2 separate regions of the Mus musculus genome follow, and region 1 is linked to region 2. A link is a contact called in public promoter capture Hi-C data. All regions are on one chromosome and are shown on one strand. The core of a region is the stretch at or near the end of the contact, and the rest is flanking DNA. Distances in the headings are between cores, read along the strand shown. Region 1 overlaps Ppp1r37 (protein phosphatase 1, regulatory subunit 37). Region 2 holds the start of Ercc2 (excision repair cross-complementing rodent repair deficiency, complementation group 2).

The links. Promoter capture Hi-C pulls out the DNA fragments that hold promoters and counts their contacts.
Region 1: a contact with region 2 is called in a promoter capture Hi-C map of liver, with 2.1 times the contacts expected there. The contact joins the enhancer-like site here to the promoter of Ercc2 in region 2. A contact is called at or near these places in 10 of 39 promoter capture datasets (the 3T3-L1 cell line, the C10 cell line, cranial neural crest and 4 more), 3 of 484 Hi-C or Micro-C datasets (Sertoli cells, bone marrow-derived macrophages and female germline stem cell-derived STRA8 germ cells), 16 of 115 datasets of contacts at active chromatin or transcription factors (the 230-238 cell line, the SCID.adh cell line, bone marrow-derived macrophages and 11 more) and 3 of 9 other capture datasets (adipose tissue, liver and pancreatic islet).

What each region holds. Positions count from the first base shown.
Region 1 is chr7:19,543,288-19,550,043 of GRCm38.p6, reverse strand. The region is part of intron 1 of Ppp1r37 (protein phosphatase 1, regulatory subunit 37); the gene reads left to right. Among named protein-coding and RNA genes, the nearest start is that of Ppp1r37, 16 kb to the left of the region's middle. Within about 2 kb of position 2,538, at least 34 of the 459 cell types and tissues checked have an H3K27ac peak or open chromatin away from gene starts, as enhancers often do. A contact at or near this core is called in liver and pancreatic islet, where this site is marked.
Region 2 is chr7:19,379,035-19,386,486 of GRCm38.p6, reverse strand. Ercc2 (excision repair cross-complementing rodent repair deficiency, complementation group 2) reads right to left here and starts at 4,470. Exons shown (of 23, transcript NM_007949.5): 1 at 4,428-4,470; 2 at 4,109-4,208; 3 at 2,466-2,543; 4 at 2,326-2,388; 5 at 2,072-2,185; 6 at 748-864; 7 at 541-657. The coding sequence starts at 4,432.

The DNA of each region.
Region 1 (6,756 bases), core at 1,289-3,788, 170 kb before region 2:
GCTGCTTTCCCATGGGATCTGGGTTTGATTTTAGCTCCCATATCATTCAGCTTACAACTGCCTATAACTGCAGTTCCATGGAGATCTGGCACATTCTTCTGACCTTCTGCACAGATGTGAGACATAGAAACTCATAACTCTATATTTTATTTTTTGTTGTTGTTATTTTTTTTCGTTGTTGGTTTTGCTGTTTTTATTTTGTTTGTTTTTGTGACAGTTTTTCTGTATAGCCCTGGCTATCTTGGAACTTTCCCTGTAGATCAGGCTGCCTCCTAGTTGCTGGGATTATGGCATGTGCCACCACCACACAGCAAAATTTTGTTTAAGAGTTTCAGCACGAACTGAAGAGGTGACTCAATGGTTAAGGGCACTGCTCTTCCAGAGGTCCTGCGTGCAGTTCCCAGCAACACGTCAGACTACTTTAGCTTTGAAGTGGTTTAAATGCCCCGTGAGGGCTGAAGTCTGAAGCTTCTGCTCTCTTAAGGCACCTGGAGTCACGTGGGACCCACGTACTAAACAAACACAGGGACACAAGATTCTTAAACAGAAGTCTTTAAAGCCAGGTGTGGTGGCTCACGCCTTTAATACCAGCACTCGGGAAGCAGAGGCAGGCGGATTTCTCAGTTCGAGGCCAGCCTGGTCTACAAAGTGAGTTCCAGGTCAGCCAGGGCTATACAGAGAAAAGATGTCTAAAGGGCCCTCCATTTTTCCTTCCTTTTTGATGATGAGGTAATGCATTGCTCCTGAGGCGCATTGGGTAGGCTCAGGGGCTGCCAAGGCAACCCAGGATCATGAAAGCTGTACAGTGGAGTAAGGCCTGTTGCCACTGTAAAGGTAGTTCTGAAATGCAGGTTTTAGCTGGGAAGGAGTAAGGTCATCCATGGGTCATACACAAGGCCTCAGTTCATTGCTGCTTTAACATTCATATTTCAAATACCACTAGGTAAAGAAATGTCAGCTCTGCACAGGCAGGTGTGAATTGTTTTCTTTCTGATGTTTAAAGTGTTACTGGTACACTTTGTGTCTGTGTATGATGTGGGGAAACAGGTCATGGTACACGTGGAAAGATTGGAGGACAGCTTTGTGTAGTACATACTTTGATTCCACTTTATGTGGGTCCTGGGGATCGAACACCAAATTGTCAGGCTTGTCCGGAAGCACCTTTACCCTTCCAGCCAACCTCCTGGCATGTGCCACCATGTGTTGTGCCGAATTCTTGACTCTCAGCTGGCAAGTGATGCCACTCAGGCTCCGGCCTGAGGGCCTCCTGTCTCCTCCAGTGCTTCTCACTTTCCTGTCTTTCAGTGCCACCTCAAGTGCACCTGACTTTTATTCAGAAAGACTTAGAAGAAAGATCTGCTCTCTGGTGGCCTGTCCTTCCTTAACCCCAAACCCTGTTAGGTGCTTTCGCAGGCTACCTTGAGGCCCATCACTGATTGATGGGTTGTCATATGGATACCAATGGCAACATCACCCTATAGGGTACTGTAGGTTCCCTGGTGAGGTATGTTATTAAGAGGAAAAAGTGGGTTTCAGTGTCCTGTTCTCACTGGAGTTGAATCTGGTTCAGAGAACATGCGAGCTTCAAGCTCCATCATTCCCTAAAGATCTGAACCCATGTGCCTGTGCTGGCCTCTGCAGAGGGAGCAGGTAAGGCACTGATGTCAGCAGTCCACTGCACACTCCCTACTCTGGTCAGGGCTGCTACCTAGAGAAGTGAAAGGCCCCAGGCCACAGAGTCTCAAGGACTGGTCAACTATGGTTTTGAAGAGGGGATGACACATTGCTTTGCACCCCTTTACAAAAGGTGGACAAGGCCAGCAACAGTGCATGGAATTTTGTAGGAGCAGTTAGGGCAGCATGGGGCCACCGTGGGCTTGTAGATAGTGACAGAGATTGGAGATCAGTGTCAGACTGCAATCTCAGGTGCTGGCTGCCTTTTTTTTGAGACAGGGTCTTGTATTAGCCTAAAACTCGACAGGTAGGCTAGGTTGGGTGGCCAGTGAACCCTACACAGGTCTGCTTGTCTCTACTTCCCCAGCACTGGGATTACAAAGGCATGCTACCATACCCAGCATTTTGGGTTTCCCTATGTTAAGTTGGGGTGTGTGTTCCATGTATGCATGCATGTGTACTATGAGGTGTGCCTGGTGCCTAAGGAGACCAGAAGATGGTATTGAATCCAGAAGACTCAGTCCAGTCTGCCCTGCCTCTGAACAGCTGAGCTTTTCAAGGCCTGAGTACAGAGCTTTACCTCCTGGGGCAGTGCAGCTGTTTTGCTCATTGGCAAACTGAGAGATGGTTCCTCAGTCCTACTCAGTGCCAGGTTTGAGTGGACAAGCTGCCTGCTTGGGCTGCAGCCTTTTCCTTACCCGTGCACCCCTAGCCGGCTGGCTCCCTTAGGGTATCTTTTGTCTTGCCACACCTCCCTTGGTGCTCACTGCCTTGCCTATCCCCAGGTCTTCCATTGTGTACCCTCAGCTATCCAGCCCTGGGTAAATATTTAAGGGTAAATAGTGGGTGTGCAAGCAGTGTTCCTAGATGCAGCTGGGTCCCTCTCTCTGCAGTAAGAGTTGTGTTTGCTCTGCTCTTCCACTACCTGGTCACCAAGGTGTCTGGCCTTGGACTGTGATGATGATTGCTGCTGTTTACAAAGCACTTTAATTTTACTGAGTTGGCTCACTTACTGCTTCTAGAAGTCTCTCTGTGTGTGTCCTTGGTGGTTTTCTGTATATGGAGACCCAAACATTAGATAAGATGCAGGGCCTACAGCAGTTTGGATCTTCTGGCCATCAGGGATATGAGGCAAATGAGAGTGGTCAGTACCTTGCTATTGGACCACACTTCACTCTTTGTGTCTCTAGAACCTTCCCTCTGCTGCTGTGTTTCAGGTGACACAAGTCTGGCCATCCTGAGTAGTCAAGGTCCCTGGCACAGGCAGCTTCTATAGAAGGAATCAAGGTCTGACTCCCAACTGGGTGTCCTCATTGGGTCACTGTTTCCTCTTTGTGAAGATCCATTCATGTCCCAAGGCAGAATGTCATCAGTGTCTTCAGGTGCACGCATCCTGCTGGGGCCGTAGAGGAAAGCCTGCGTGCACCCCAGCAGAAAGCTTTAGTCAGTGATAATCGTGGTGAGCTTAGTCTCTCCTCAGCACCAGGCTAGATGTATTCTCATAGTTGTTCAAGCATTCACCCAGTCAGATTCAGTTCTGTGCCCTGTAACCGGAAAGGGAGCTGTGGGAGACAGGAGAGCAGCAGCAGCTCCACAGTTGCCTGAGAGTTGTCTGAGTGCATGCCACATGCAATGGGCTGTGTGTGGAGGCCAGAAGAAAGAGAGCACTGGGGCCACAGAGCTGGAGATACTGAGAAAGCTGCAGCTGCACTTAACCACTGCAGCATCGCGCTCTAGCTCCTTTTTTATTTGAAATAACTAAAAACTGAAACAGGGCACACAGGATGGCTCAGAGGGAAAGTCATTTGCTGCCAAGCCTGTTTGTTGGTTTCTCCTGACCTACATGGTAGAAGGAGAAAAGCAATTCTGTGGTCCTGTGGTTGACCTCTAACCTCTGCGTGTGTACAGGAAGTAAATGAAAAAGAAAATACTAAACTTTGTATACTAATGAGATAAGTATGCTGTTAAACACAGTACAACTACTGCTACACATACTCTGCACCTGCTTCAGGATGATGGTTGGAAAATGTTAGCATATTATCATATTAAACTTCTCTGTTTCTGTATGAGCAGAAGGCCTGTGTGTACATTGAAAGCATTCCAGCTCACACATGTGATCTGAACTGAGGCATTTCCGGCATCCAGCATGGGTATTTATTTACATGGTGTGACGGCATGAGTTGTGAATGCCTCGTGTGCTTGTGTGTTCAGGGCTGAGGCTGCAGTAAAGGTGCAGGAGACAGCTCCAGCATGTGCTGCTATACACTCATGCCTTATGAGTTTGGTTATTGCAAGTTCAGAAACTTTACTGTTTTTGTGACCCCACCCACATACTCAGCTTTGCTCTAGGACCAGAGTGAGCCACAGTCAAACCCTTACAGGCTAGAGATGTGTGCCCAGGCTGTAAAACCTCCAAGAGGAGGTGCTGTGGGAGCTGAAGCCTGAGTGACAGGTGAGTGAGGGTACAGGACACAGGGTAAAAAGGAAGCCAGGTGCACAAATAGAGGAAATGAAGCCCCTCCTCAGCCCGAGCCACCCCTCATTTTGGGGTATTAGTCCCTGTGCAGGGGACTCGTTACCACCGCAGGTCATATGCCAGCATCATCTCAGAACATGGTAGTAACAAGAAGAGGTAGTAGTAGGCTGGCCTGTCTGGGTCTCATCTCCCGAAGCACCAGGTGCAAGTGATCGCAGCTGGTGGTCTCCGGCTCAGGCAGGGGTGGAGAGCGTGCGTGCGTGCGTGCGTGCGTGCGTGCGTGCGTGCGTGCGTGCGTGCGTGCGTGCGTGTGTGCGTGTGTGTGTGAGTGATCGCAGCTGGTGGTCTCCGGCTCAGTGTGTGTGTGTGTGTGTGTGTGTGTGTGTGTGTGTGTGATCGCAGCTGGTGGTCTCCGGCTCAGGCAGGGGTGGAGAGCGTGTGTGTGTGTGTGTGTGTGTGTGTGTGTGTGTGTGTGTGTGTGTGATCGCAGCTGGTGGTCTCCGGCTCAGGCAGGGGTGGAGAGCGTGTGTGTGTGTGTGTGTGTGTGTGTGTGTGTGTGTGTGTGGTCTCCGGCTCAGGCAGGGGTGGAGAGCTTGTGTGTGTGTGTGTGTGTGTGTGTGTGTGGTGTGTGTGAGTGTGTGTGTGTGTGTGTGAGTGAGTGAGTGAAGTCAGGGCTCCCGATTGTCATGGCTGGGTGTGTGTGTGTGTGTGTGTGAGTGAGTGAGTGAAGTCAGGGCTCCCGATTGTCATGGCTGGGTCCTCACTCTCATTCTACACCTTGCATTTCACCTTAACCTGTCTCAGACGTTGCTACATTCCCCATGGTACCGGAGCTCCCATCCTATGAGCGAGCTGCAGGCCTCACTGGTGCCAGTTGCGTGCTCGCGAGCCTTCAGCGTGAGCGTCACAGGTGTTCTGGATGAGATGGTGCCTGTGCACCTTGGACTGGCTTTGCCAAATGAAAAGGGTTCTGCTTGTTTTCCCAGTCTCCTCAATAGCATGTGCACCCCCCACCCCCAGCTTTTAGTTGTTAACACCCTTTGCAGGGTGTTATACATGATCAGCCTACTCCAGTGTAACTATTTGTCTTATGAGACTAAGTAGCCAGGTGTGGAGGTAGAGGATTGGGAGCTCAAGGCCAGTCTTAGGGGCACCATGTTCATTCATGGCCACCTAGTTTAAAAAATAATAATGGATAGTCAGTGCTGAAGAGACCCTCCCCAGAGAGGAGTCGTATCCTGCCACAGCAGCCCTCCACACTGCTCCCCCCACTGACCCTCCACTCCCAACCCCCAGTGTCCTCAGGGTTCCAGGAGTGGACCTTGTCTCAGCATGTGTGGGAAAGGAGCTCTCTTCTGGTGGGGCTACAAATACCTCTCATTTCCAGAGCCGCTGACAGCCCTAGTCTGACTTCCTGGGCTCACAAGAAAGGCAAGTTCAGTTTCTGCCATGTTATTTGAGACCTGGACTTAGCTGGGTGTGACATTGTACTGTTTGGGACTCCAGCTCAGAAATCAGACATTTCTTTGCTCTGTTCTTTCACCTTGAGATGGGTGTGGAGGCCTGGAAACTCTAACGCCCACTGCAGACCCACTGTGGGAGAGTATACAGGTGTGCTCTGGATGGCTATCTGAAGACAGGCATCAGGCAGAGTGCATCCTAGCCTGAAGGCTTGCTAAGGAACCTGGACCTCTGACTGAGCATGGTACCCACTGCACCCCACAGCCTTTCCTCCCCCAGAACCCTACCATGCTCCTCCCCTTTCTGTATCACACAATCTCACTTTCAAGCTCTCTGCCATAAACCTGACCTCTTGAGGGCAGCAGCTCCCAGCTGGGCAGAGTTTAGTTTATTCTTCCCAATTTTAATGTGAAGTTGTTAATTACACCAGATGAGAATAAGACCACTACCACAATTTTCGAGCCAAATTTTGAAGTGAGCTTTATTAAATACTGGCCAGTATGGTGGACACTGGCCCAGGTCCATACCTGGGGTTCCCAGAAAATGGCACCAAATTATGCTAATCAGGCTTATACAGGCAAAGCCCACCAGGCTATGTACTTCCCGTCTTCATCCAGCTGGGGGCGCACACACAGCCTCAGGTGCTTCCTGCCTATGTGTGATCAGGTGCATCCGGTACAGTTGGGGTAGCCAAGTTTTTTTACAGGAGTGAAAACACATGGCTTGTTATCTTATATGAACAACAATTCCCAACATTCCAGGAAGTTATCTGTCTTTAGGCACGCGGGGATCACAGGTTAGAGGTGTTTTTGTTTTATAGATTTCTTAAGCACAGTAATTTAAACTTAAAACACATCATAACTTAAAACTGAGTCATCACAAAGTCCTCCTTACTCTGGAACCTAGGCTGGCCTTGAATCAAGTTAATCCTTCTGCCTTAGCATTCTGCATGCCAGTATTAAAGGTGTGAGCCAGCCTCCATGGTGTTTCTAAGTGAGTAAATGTCTGAATACCACACAGGCCTCAGTGCCGAGAAGGTGGACAAGCATGGTGGTGGTCGCCTTTAGTCTCAGGATTTATGAGGCTTAAGTAGGAGGGTCACCTGTGTGTTTCAGGATAGCTATGGCCATATGAATGAAAGTGAG
Region 2 (7,452 bases), core at 3,221-5,720:
TTCTTGCTTTGCTCTGCCTTCCTGCCCCTGCTCTATCCTCTAGTCCCTTCCCCCATCTCTCTCCATGTGCTCATGGGCAACCCCCCCCTCCCTCCCTCCCCCGCCTTTCTCTGCCTCTACTATCCTCTTGACACCCTTCCCCATGCCCTGAATAAACCCTATTCTATACTATACTGTCGTGTGGTGGCTGGTCCCTCAGGGGTAAGGGACGCCTCAGCATGAGCCTGCAGAGGCACCCCTTTCCCCACACCTCCATAGAACATATCTCCCCCTTTATCTTTTTATAAACACATCAAGGACCACCCAGGCAAGGCACAAGAAAGCAGAGATACTAGGACGGAGACAGACGATCCAGACAACAGACATAAAGACGTAACAGCACAGAGTCAAGTAGACAGATGGGCCAGCAGAAGGATGGGCACGGTGGCTCATGCCTATACCCCTGACAGCTGAGAACCTGAGGCAGGGTTATTCCAAGTTTGAGGCCAGCTGGGCTACAAATGAGATCCTGCCTCATAAGGAAACAAAACAACTCTTCACCGAGTATCGAGCCAGGAAGTAGGGGCACCAGCCCTGGCGCTGCCCTAGGGCCTTCAGGTCATCCAGGTTGTAGATGCCCGCAGGGAGCGGCATCTGGCGTCCATGGATGTCAAATTCCTGGGGCAAGGCCAGAGGGTGGCAGGGTCAGGGAGAGCGGCTCTGGCGTGGCCCCCACCCTGCTCACCAGTTCTAGGCTCTTCCCTGTACCTCATAGAAGCGGCAGTGAGGCAGGCTGGCATCCTGCTGGTACTGTGCCCGCACATACGACGCCGTTAGGCTGTGACACTTCCCATCAACATCCTTCCCAAAGCGCAGTGGAGTCACCTGAGGGGGCGGGGTGTCAGGGGACAACATAAAACAGAGACAGGAAGTGGTGCATATCAGCTATTGTAACTTGGGTCTCCAAACTCAGACACCAGGAGTAGTACGTCAGCTAGGGTTTGGGGGCAGTGGAAACCTTCACCTGATTTGGTATTTGGTCTTTTGTTCGTTTGGTTTTTGGTGTTTAAAGACAGAGTTTCTCAGTATAATAGCCCTGGCTGTCCTGGACTCATTTTATAGATCAGGCTGGCCTTGAACTCACAGAGATCTGCCTGCCTCTGCCTCCCGAGTACTGGGATTAAAGGCATGCACCACCACAACTGGCTGATTTGCTATTTGCTAAAAGAACTTCCTGCAGTACTGTAAGTGTGGAGCATGGCTAAAATCATCCCATCAGAGCTGGACATGGCAGCAGGTGCCTGCAATCCCAGTCACTCCGACACTGAAGTAGGAGGAATACAAACACAGGTCAACCTGGGAACCTGGCAACCCACCAAACAAAAGGTGGAAAGGAGCTGGGGGCATAGCTCAGTGGTAGGGAGAGTGCTTGCTAGCACACACAAGGCTGTATGGACAATCCATATCACAGAGAACCAGCCAAGCAGAGGGCCAGCTGGATGGTTCAGTGAATGCGGATGTCTACCGCCAAGCCCGACAGCCTGATTTCAACCTGGGACCACACAGTGAAGAGAGAACAGACTCCCAAAGCTGTCCTCTGACCGCCACGTGCACACACATACACACAAACATGTAAGGTTTTAAAAAACAAGTGCCTCAATTTCTCTCCAAACAAACAAAAAAACCCCAAACAGAAAACAACGATCCCTGAGTGGCCTTTCTCTGCAAGCACTTGGCTCAGCAGGGCTTTGGTTCCCTGATGTGTGTGGGTTGTGGAATACCGGCATGAACATAATGGATACTGTCAGGCAGGACGTGAGGCTGTCATGAAATTATCTTATTTTGCCTGTATATAAAAATACCCAATCCTTTGAGTAAGCTACCATTTAGATTTTGACCTGTCACAGGTCAAATGTGTGAGTCTGAGGTGCCATGTGGAATGTAAGCAGTTTCTGATCCTGGTACAGGTGCTACCCTTAGCCATAAGGATGAGCATTGGCCTAACAACTGAGCAGCAAGCCCCACTCATACTGACAACGGGTTCCCTCTGGGGCTTGCATGGAGTGGCCCAGGGTGACAGCGCAGGGCTCACCTCGGGATGAATGCACAGGTTCTTTCTTGAGCTCAGAGCCAGTCCTAAGAACGGCAGCTTCTCGCCCTCCTGCTGCTCGTAGAAGCTGAGTAGCTTACGAAGCTCTTCTATGACCTGCTCAGATGATGGGAGCATTAGGTGGGGACCACAGGGCAAGCACAAGTCCTTGCCCACCGGGCTACCGAGGGCAGAGATGGGGGACCACCAAGGCCCAGGGGAGGGGGCAGAGCATGGGTCCCATCTGCATTGCCCACCTTCTCAATCTCTGGCACGGTCCGTGAGCAGTAGATAAGTTTGGTCACCTCCAGCGGATAAGCCTGTGGGTGACAGGGACCTCAGCCCCATCCAGCCCCACCCCTCAGCCCCCACTCCAGGCACTCAGAAGGCCACTCACCCGCTGATAGGCCACAATCAGGGCCAATAGGGACACTGTCTTCCCAGTGCCCGAGGGCATCTCCAGGACTCCATGACCCTGAAAATTGGGCACAGAAGTAGTAAGACACAGGCTCTCTGTCATCAACGTACGCTCTGGGGAACTCTCCTTGACATGCCACCACCCGGGAACAGCAAGGCAACACACACAGCAGTGGCATCGCTGTCAAGGCCCCAGGACTGATAGTCTCCGCTCCTCCTCTTCTGCTGGACTTTTAATTGTTAATTCTTATTCCTCACCCGCCTACCCCAAAGGATCTTGCTATGCAGGCCTAGTAGTTACTAAGAATCTCTGGCTGGCTTTGAACTTTTGGCAATCCTGTTGCCTCTACTTTGAGTACTGGGACTGCAGGCTGAACCCTATTTCTGTGGCCCTCTTACTGACACAGCTAATGAGTTTACTGAGCAGCAGACAGTAGGAACCTTTTACCTCTCAGGATCACAGCATTCTTGCTTCTAAGTAGCTCCATAAACCTTACTTGGAACAAGGTTGTGAGGGCTAATACATTGGTGGGCCAGCAATATGGCTTAGCGGGTAAAGGTGCTTGTGGCCAAGCCTGATCACCCGAGTTCAATCCCCAAGACATACACGGAAGGAAAGAACCAACTCTACCCTCACGTGCACACTGTAGCATGTATACACACATTGGAAATAAGTATACCTAAAAGAAAACTTTTTTTAAAAAGTTTGTGTTCAGGGCTGTTGAAATAGCTCAGCAGGTAAAGGCGATTGCTATCAAACCTAACAGCCTGAATTTGATCCCTAGAACCCACATAAAATGATAAGAAATCTGGGTGGTGTTGGCCTATGCCTTTAATCACAGCACTCAGGAGGCAGAGGCAGGTGGATCTTTTGGGACTTTGAGGCCTGCCTGGTCTATGAAACAAGTTCCAGGACAGCAAAAATCACACAGAGAAACCCTGTCTCAGAAAACACAACGAGGGACTGGAGAGATGGCTGAGCAGTTAAGAGCACTGGCTGCTTGCTCTTCCAGAGGTCCTGAGTTCAAATCCCAGCAACCACATGAAGGCTCACAACCATCTGTACAGCTACAGTGTACTCACATACATAAAACAAATAAATCTACAACAAAACAAAACCGAAATAGAAGTGGAAGGAAAAACCCAACTCCACAAAGTTGTCCTCTGACCTCCACATACGGAACCCCTTCTTCCCTCCACTATTGTCACTACCAGGAATACCTCCAGAGTTTTCCTATACATAGCCCTAGCTAGCCCGAAACTCACTATGAAACCCAGACTGTACTTCAAACTCGAGCAATCTGTCCTCAGCCACCCTGTCTCTAGAATTACAGGCATAATTGTAATTACTATCAGTCAGTTTATGCGGTGCCAGGATGGAACCCAGAGTTTCACCCCTGCTAGCTAGGCTAGCACCCTACCAACTGAGCGACATTCCTCGCCTTGTTATTTACAATTGTTGTTAGTACACGGTCTCGCTGTGTAGCCCCGGCTGGCCTCCAAAATCGCAGCGATGCTCCTGCCTGGGTCTTCCGGGTGCTGGGATAGCAAGGCCCGGGCCCCGACCAGGACGTTTGCCTGCCAGAGGCATCAGAATGCAAGGAGGGCAGCCTCGCCACCCACCTTGGCGTCCAGCGTGCGCTTGAGCTCCAGCATGTAGGAGAACTGCTCCGGGTAGATGTAGTCGTACGGGAAGTAGACCAGCAGCCCGTCCACGTTGAGCCTGGCGGCGGTGAGGCGTCGGTGCCCGGTGCTCTCGAGCCGCCTCGGCCTCCGCTCCGCCCGCCCGCCCGCCCTCGTGGCGTCTCGCCGCCAGGGACCCCGAAGCCACCCGGACCGGTCTCCGCAGCCTCTCCACGCCGCGCCCCAGCCCCGGCGACGCCCACCCGCCGCCCCATTGCCCACCGCAGAGCCGCCCGCTCTTTCAGAGACCCCATCTCACTTCATGGCGGCTGATCGCGGCGTCCACACGCCCGCTCCTGAATATTCAACGAGGGGGCGTGACCCAGAGACACACCTTCCTCGGGACGCCATTGGCCGAGTCCTCCCGTCACTCTGCCAATCGGAAAATTGGCGCGTGCGCATGGCGGTGAGAGGGCGGACTTCGGAGAGAAGTGGTGCCCGAGGCATCGCTGAGGATCGCCGAGGACTTCGAGCAGAACACAGAAAGAAGAGAGTCGAGAGAATCGATAGAGTTCATTGCTGCTTCGCTCCTCCAGGTTCTGTTCTGGTTGTCCAAGTCGTGAAAATAGTGTTTAAGAGAGAATAACAGAGAAATTGGAGACCGTCTTGATTTTTTTGTTTTTCGGGTGTTTTTTTTTGTTTTTTTGTTTGTTTTTTCGAGACAAGGTTTCTCTGTGTAGCCCTGGCTGTCCTGGAACTCACTCTGTAGTACAGGCTGGCCTCGAACTCAGAAATCCACCTGCCTCTGCTTCCCACCACTGCCCTGCCTAGCACGTGTTTTTAAGCATTTATTAATATGGGTTGGAAAGATGGCTCAGACGTTAAAGCATAGGTCACAAACAAACAAAACTTCATTAATTAAGGGCCTGGAGGAATCACTCAGTAGTTAAAAGCACTTTCTGATTTTGAAGAGGAGCAGGGTTCCCAGCCGCCCCACTCTCCACTCCCACCCCCCAAATCAGGCAGCTTATGATCGATCACCTTTAGGGCTAGCTCCATGGAATCCAATACCTCTGGCCTGTGGAAGGAAGAGGAAACCTGCAGAATTTGGTTCAGTCCTTTCCTTCCACTATGTGTGGGAATCGAACTCAGGTCAAAAGGCCTGTACCTCATGAGCCATCTCATGAGGTACAGGCCTCAGTAGACAGTCGTACTATGTAACCCAAGCTGGTCCGGAGCTCACTCTATAGCCTGGGTGGCTGGCCCCAGCTTGTGGCTAACCCACCTGAGGGCTGGACAATGCTGTCAGTTATTTCATATCTCTGGATTCTTGCTCAAATATCACCTTTTAGTCCTTCCTCCCTTCATTTCATCCTTTCTTTTCTTTCTTTTTTTTTTTAAGATTTATTTGTTATATATAAGTACATTGTAGCTGTTTTCAGATATACCAGAAGGGGGTATCCAATCTCATTACTGATGGTTGTGAGCCACCATGTGGTTGCTGGGATTTGAATTCAGGACCTTTGGAAGAGCAGTCAGTGCTCTTAATCACTGAGCTCCAGTCCCTTTTCTTTTTGAGAGAGTCTTTCTACTTAGTTCTGACACTGTCCTAGATCTCACACTATAAACAAGGTTGGCCTTGAACTCACAGAGACCTGCCTGCCTCTGCCTCCGGAGTGAGTGCTGAGATTAAAGGTGCATACCATAATGTCTGGCTATTTTCTTTCTTTCTTTCTTTCTTTCTTTCTTTCTTTCTTTCTTTCTTTCCTCTTTTTGGTTTGGTTTTTCAAGACAGGGTTTCTCTGTGTAGTCCTGGCTGTCCTGGCACTCACTTTGTAGACCAGGCTGGCCTCGAACTCAGAAATCCACCGGCCTCTGCCTCCCGAGTGCTGGGATTAAAGGCGTGTGCCACCACGCCCGGCTTCCTTTCTTCCTTTTTTAAAGATGTATTTATTATTATACTAAGTACACTGTAGCTGTCTTCAGATGCACCAGACGAGGGTGTCAGATCTCATTACAGATGGTTGTGAGCCACCATGTGGTTGCTGGAATTTGAACTCAGGACCTTCAGAAGAGCAGTCGGTGCTCTTAACCACTGAGCCATCTCTCCAGCCCCCTTTCTTTCTTTTTGAATTAACTATTTTATTTTTGATGTGTGTGTGAGGGTTTTGCCCCATGCATGTATGTGCATCAAGTGTGTACCTGGTGCCCTCAGAGGTCGGAAGGCATCAGATCCCCTGACACTGGAGCTATTGGTGGCTGTGAGCCATCACGCAGGTGCTGGAAATCAAGCCCAGATCCTTTGCAAGAGTAACAGTGCCCTCGGGCTGGAGAGATGGCTCAGTGGTTAAGAGCACTGGCTGCTCTTCCAGAGGTCCTGAGTTCAATTCTCAGCAACCACCTGGTGGCTCACAACCATCTCTAATGGGATCTGATGCCCTCTTCTGGTGTGTGTTTGAAGACAGCTACAGTGTACTCACATAAATAAAATTAATAAATAAATCTTTAAAAAAAGAGACAGAGTTCAAAGCTGGGGCTGGAGAGATGGCTCAGCGGTTAAGAGCACTGGCTGCTTGCTCCTCCAGAGTGTCTGAGATCAGTTCTTAGCAACCACATGGTGGCTCACAACCATCCGTAATGGGATCCAATATGCCCTCTTCTGGTGTGTCTGAAGACAGCTCTTAATCACCGAGCTGTCATTCCAACCCCATTTTCTTTCTTTTTTAAATTACCCTTTTTAAAAAAAATGTATTAGCCACATGGTTTTATTTATGTATTTGCTCCATACGCATTCGCTGTGCTTATCAGAGAACAACTTTCAGGAATAGCTTCTTTCCTTCCATCATTCCTTGGATCCTGAGGCTTGAACGAGGGCTGCAGGCTTGGCAAGTGTGCTTACCTGCTGAGCCATCTTGGCAGCTCTTGGATTTCATGTTACAAATGTCCTGCAGTTTGCTTTGTAGACCAGGCTGGCCTTGAAATCACAGAGATCTGCCTGCCTCTGCCTCCTGAGTGCTGGGATTAAAGATGTTCGCCACCACTGCTTGGCTAATAATACATACCTCTTGCTTTCTAAACTTAAACCTCATGTTAGGACCCTGAAGATGGGCTTGGGGGAGGTGGAACCAGACCTTTTTATTTTTCTTTCTTTATTTCCCTTTTTAAACAATTCTATTCACTGGTCCCTTTTTATTTGTATGACTTGCTAATGTCACACGATTAAGATGGCTTTCTTTGTTTTTTTTTTTTTGCTAGATTAACTAATTAATAATTAATAGTAGCTGATCATGGTGGCACCTATCCGTCCCTTCAAGCTCCTACAGGGTCAGAGACACAGGATTTCA